Regions from separate parts of the Sus scrofa genome. Here region 2 is linked to region 1. The links are chromatin contacts, called in public HiChIP or PLAC-seq maps. All regions are on one chromosome and are shown on one strand. The core of a region is the stretch at or near the end of the contact, and the rest is flanking DNA. Distances in the headings are between cores, read along the strand shown.

Evidence for each region. HiChIP or PLAC-seq counts read pairs in DNA pulled down with a chosen protein or histone mark.
Region 2: a contact with region 1 is called in an H3K27ac HiChIP or PLAC-seq map of alveolar macrophages. The contact joins the enhancer-like site here to the promoter of LYSMD1 in region 1. A contact is called at or near these places in 21 of 47 Hi-C or Micro-C datasets (adipose tissue, alveolar macrophages, brain and 13 more) and 2 of 2 datasets of contacts at active chromatin or transcription factors (alveolar macrophages and skeletal muscle).

Annotation. Positions count from the first base shown.
Region 1 is chr4:98,081,140-98,083,900 of Sscrofa11.1, reverse strand. It overlaps LYSMD1 (LysM domain containing 1), which reads right to left and starts at 1,350. Exons shown (of 3, transcript NM_001243501.1): 1 at 575-1,350. The coding sequence starts at 754. It overlaps SCNM1 (sodium channel modifier 1), which reads left to right and starts at 1,527. Exons shown (of 7, transcript XM_001929657.4): 1 at 1,527-1,696; 2 at 1,964-2,034; 3 at 2,275-2,363; 4 at 2,461-2,558; 5 at 2,667-2,755. The coding sequence starts at 1,646.
Region 2 is chr4:98,142,954-98,145,714 of Sscrofa11.1, reverse strand. The region is part of intron 5 of GABPB2 (GA-binding protein subunit beta-2); the gene reads left to right. Among named protein-coding and RNA genes, the nearest start is that of GABPB2, 20 kb to the left of the region's middle. Within about 2 kb of position 1,359, at least 2 of the 83 cell types and tissues checked have an H3K27ac peak or open chromatin away from gene starts, as enhancers often do. A contact at or near this core is called in alveolar macrophages, where this site is marked.

The DNA.
Region 1 (2,761 bases), core at 101-2,600:
TGTGGTTAATTGTAGGGGCTTTGGAGTTCCCTGGTGGCTCAGTGGGTTGAGGGTCTGGTGGCATCACTGCTGTGTCTCTGTTGTGGTGAGGGTTCAATACCTAGCCCAGGAACTTCCTGGCCAATCCCTGGCCAAAACAAAATAAAACAAAAGGGTATGGGCTTTGGAGTAAGATAGATTTGTTTGAATATTCACTCCAGCACTTACTAGTTATTTGACCTTGGTCAAATTGGTTAACCAATCTAAGTCTCAGTTTCTTCACCTATAAAAAGGGTATAATAATTGTATGCTTGATAGGGATGTGACGATCAGATGCGCTAATGGATGTAAAGTCTTTAGTATAGTGACTGGTATAATAAATAAGAGCTGCTCACCTCCACCGGGATATTGAGACAGGATTTGTCTCAACCAGACAGTGCAACACGAGATGGGACCCTTGTCAATTAATTTATCACAATTAACTAATTTAGACACAATTAGGAAAATTTCAGGTGAAGTTGCCCAGAGGGCCACTATATCCTCATGAGGAATAAATCTTTTCTGAGTGTCTGCGTCCCAATCCTGGAAGACTCACCGTCACCCCGTATTTGAGTGCTAGTCCAGCCAGGGTGTCTCCGGGCGCCAACTGATGCTCCAGGCGTCTTTCCCTCACCGGGGAGCAGGCAGACTGCACAAGGCTTCCATAAGAACGAGCCCGGCTCCCTTGAAGCAGTCCTGACCCCCCGAGGGGGGCCTGTCTAGAGGGAGAGGCCATCTCCTCACCCTGCGGACAACTGGAGTTGCAACTGCGGGAGGCCCGGCCAAGTGACCGATAGTGACAGGCCCGGGGTCTGGGAATGAAAATCTGGAGGATTCCTTTCCCTTTCTGTGTTCTCTCCTAAGTCTCTCCGCCTTCCCCCCACTAGGCGACCTCTGACTCCTGGCTTCCCCGCCTTCCAAGGCCTTTTCCCACAAACCTGTAACCTGACTGTTCAGTCCCTACCTGAGTTTCTCCTTAGTACCCCTCCGACTTTCGATCCCCCACAACTCGCGACATTGACCTCTGACCTTTGACCACTAGACACCCTCCTCTACACTACAGAGTTTGCCCCCAGGTCGGTCCGCCAGACCTCCCAGCCCCCAACCCCGATTCCGCGCGTCCCGGGCTTGGTCGCTAGGGTCGGGAACTAATCAGGCCCACTCCAGGTGGGCTGTGGCCTCAGGCGAAGGGCGTGATGACCGCGAGAATCTGTAGCACACTTTCCCCTGAGAGATCCTCAAAGGTACGCTCCGCATCAAATCAGTCACACTCTCAAACTCGGGATCCACAGCTAGGTTCCTCTTTCTCCAAACGCCTCTAATCTGCCAAGATGCAAGGGCCTGAATCGGGCAGGGCGGCAAGCTCTTTGAAAAAAGACTTCATTTCCCAAAAGGCTCCGCGCCGGCGGGGTCGCAGAGCACCATAGGAAATGCAGTCCCCTCTATGGGCTAGAGGCGGGTTTTCGGGATCGCGCGGCGCATGCGTGGAAGCGCATCCCGGAAGTAAGGGGGCCAACCGGAAAGAGACAGGAAAGAAAGGAGACGTCCCACTCTTGCTACGGTGGCCTGAAAGGAGTGGCGAACGCGGCGCGATAAAACTTATATTTCTGGGGCTCTCACAGTCGTGATGTCTTTCAAGAGGGAAGGGGACGATTGGAGTCAACTCAATGTGCTCAAAGTAAGCGCGAGAGGAGAGCATCTGGAGCAGCTTCAGTTGCCGTCTGAAGGCTGTGAGGGAGCTGTTTTGTTGCTGTGGCAACAACTCGGGGGAGGGGGGCGGAGGAAGCCAGACGATTGGAACTGGGCCGACACCCCTTCTTCAGCCCAGATCTCTACCCTTCTTGTGGCCTTTATTCCCTTTGAGTCCTCGTCCTTGTCATTTCCTTTTTGTTCCTCCCTCATATCCAGCTGACCCCGTCCTCATTTCTTCCCTTGTTCCCTGCAGAAACGGAGAGTCGGGGACCTGCTGGCGAGTTACATCCCAGAGGATGAGGCGTTGATGCTACGGGATGGACGGTGAGGACTAGGAGTGGATCAAGCCTGGGGGTTCTGCGGTTAGAGGCTCAACAAACTTTTGTTATTAAGCAGATTGGAAAGAACAAGGAATCTTTGGCGGGGAGTGAGTAACAGGGATGTTGGTGGTGGAGACTGGGAGACTTGGGATTTGGGCTTTGGAAAGGAGTTCTAGGCTGTGGTGGAACCTATGGCAGAGACTCCACTCCCCAGGAACCAATTATCTTCTCTCCTCCTCTCTAGCTTTGCTTGTGCCATCTGTCCTCACCGACCGGTACTGGACACCCTGGCCATGTTGACTGCCCACCGTGCAGGCAAGAAACATCTGTCCAGTAAGTTTGTGGGAAGACAGAGCATAGAGAATAAACCCTTAAAGGGTTTATTCACTCTGGGTGCCCTCCTTTTAATTCTCTTTCCCTTTCTCCTGAGGCCTGCAGCTTTTCTATGGCAAGAAGCACCCAGGAAAGGGCCTGGAGCCAAATCCAAGACAACAGAATGAATTGAGGAGAGAAGAGACCAAAGCAGAGGTAATCAGAGAGGGGAGGGTGTGTTCCAGGCTGCACACCTTAGGCTTGAAGGCTCTGGATTCTTTCTAGCTCTGAAGGTTCTGACTTTGTCTCCCATCTCCATGCCAGGCTCCTCTGTTAACCCAGACTCGACTTATTACCCAGAGTGCTCTGCACAGAGCTCCTCACTATAACAGTTGCTGCCGCCGAAAGAACAGGTCTGT
Region 2 (2,761 bases), core at 110-2,609, 62 kb before region 1:
ATGATGGGAGCTCCTTGATGAATATTTTTGATACCAAAATCCAGATTACAAAGTTTGCTTTCAGTTTCCCATTTGTGACTAAAGATATTCCTCATCATCAGTGTCACTATCAAACTGCAATGATTTTGGAAGGCACGCTAATTTAAACATGAATCAGGGCAAAACAACGTTATGAAGATAAATTTCCTCTTTCTGCAGAATCCTAAGATGTACGCTAAAGTCAAATATAAATTGTTTTGTGTTGGAGTTCCCGTCGTGGCTCAGTGGAAACAAATCTGACTAGGAACCATGAGGTTGTGGATTTGATCCCTGGCCTCAGTGGGTTAAGGATCTGGCGTCGCCCTGAGCTGTGGTATAGGTCGAAGACGCAGCTTAGATCCTGTGTTGCTGTGGCTGTGACATAAGCCTATAGTGGTAGCTCCAGTTTGACCCCTAGGCTGGGAACCTCCATATGCTGTGAGTGCGCCCCTAAAAATAATAATAATAGTAAATAAATAAATTGTTTTGTGTTGATTCATAAATAGTAGAGGCTTTGCTATCCAATGAAATAGGTTCTCATCTGGGTTCTTATATTTACTAGCTATACGACCTTGGGCAAGTTACTCTATTTTTCTGGATTTAGTTTTCACTAACTTATTGAGGTTGCATAGCTGATCATAGCACACTCCCCTAAATCCTAGTCTAAAAATCTTATTTATATAACCCCCATTTTGAACAAGTAACAAGTTGTCACTAACAATGCCATTTCCCTTCCAAAAGCAACAGCAACCGTGCACATTTTAGTTTGTTAGATACAGGGTCTTATATTAAGGAGAATGAAGCAATTAACATTATTTTTTTAATTCCTCAATGAATTTTGTTACATTTTATAGTTGTATAATGATCATCACAACCAAATTTTATAGCATTTCCATCCCAAACCCTCAGTGCACCCCCCCACTCCCCAAGCAATTAACATTGAACAATAAAATACTTTTCCTAGAACTCCCTGGGATAAGTCTAAAGAGGTAATTTGCATTGTCTCTATTCAGTTTGAACTGCGTGTGTCAGAATACTACATCTAATATTTCACAAGTGTTCTTTCTTAATTTTACTGTTGAGGGGAAGTTGGGTGAGTCATTTATGTTTGACTCAAAGGGAAAGTACACTTCGGTTGGAATCATGCTTAAAAGCAGATAATGCCTTTCTAATGAAGCAGTTCTACCCAGGTATTCTTCTTTAGCTTGGTGGCCTACCTGATGTTTGTCTTACTTGAACTTTAATTAATAGCCTTATTGTGGAGTTCCCTCGAAGGTGAAGTAGAAATGAATCTGACTAGGAACCATGAGGTTGCAGGTTTGATCCCTGGCCTTGCTCAGTGGGTTAAGGATCTGACGTTGCCGTGAGTTGTGTATGTTGCAGATGAGGCTCGGATCCTGAATTGCTGTGGCTGTGGTGTAGGCTAGCAGTTGTAGCTCCAATTGGACCCCTAGCCTTAGAACCTCCATATGCCTCAGGTGCGGCCCTAAAAAGCCAAAAAAAAAAAAAAAAAAGCCTTATTGTGTGTGTGTGGGGGGGTGTTTAACTGTGGTAAAATATTAACAGCGTTGTTTTATTTATTACTAGTGACATTGACATTGTCACATATATTCCAACCTCCATGAAGGATATATCTAAAAATTGCTTGTTCCTGGAGTTCCTGTCTTGGCAAAGTAGCAATTAATCTGGCTAGGAACCATGAGGTTGGGGGTTCAATCCCTGGCCTCGCTCAGTGGGTTAAGGATCTGGTGTTGCTGTGAGCTGTGGTGTTGATCACAGACACGGCTCGGATCTGGCGTTGCTGTGGCTGTGGTGTAGGTGTAGGCCAGCAGCTACAGCTCTGATTGGACCCCTTAGCCTGGGAACCTCCATATGTCATGGGTGCTGCCCTAAAAAGATAAAAAAAAATTAAAAACCCTAAAAATTGCTATTCCTTGTTTTTTGGGAGGTTTTTTTTTGTTTTTTTGTTTTTGTTTTTTTTTTGTTTTTGTCTTTTTGCTATTTCTTGGGCCGTTCCCGCGACATATGGAGGTTCCCAGGCTAGGGGTCGAATTGGAGCTATAGCTGCCAGCCTACACCAGAGCCACAGCAACATGGGATCCGAGCCGAGTCTGCAACCTACACCACAGCTCACGGCAATGCCGGATCCTTAACCCACTGAGCAAGGCCAGGGATCGAACCCACAACCTCATGGTTCCTAGTTGGATTTGTTAACCACTGAGCGACGACGGGAACTCTCCTTATTTATTTCATTTGTGTGTTCCTATGTCAGCATTTGGTAGGATAGTCTCAGTGATAAGAAAAACATGAAAATAGGAAAATGAGGGTATAAGCTGTAGTTTTGAATATTGCTCTTTTGTAGTCAATAGATACATACAGTCTCCTTTCTAGAGGTCAAGCACTATGTTCCACTCAGACTGTTTGGTTCCCTGAGTGTATATGTATATTTCTGCTGTGCCACAATGGGAGTTCCATGGTTCCCTGAGTATTTTATGAGAGAATTAGAATAAAATAGGGGCGTGCCAATCATGGCTCAGCTGTAATGAACCCAACTAGTGTCCATGAGGACACGGGTTCAATCTCTGGCCTCACACAGTGGGTTAAGGATCCGGCATTGCTGAGAGCTGTCATGTAAGTCACAGATGAGGATTGGATCTGGCATTGCTGTGACTGTGGCATAGGCTGCCAGCAGATGCAGCTCCAATTCGACCTCTAACCTGGGAACTTCCTGTGCCAAGGGTGC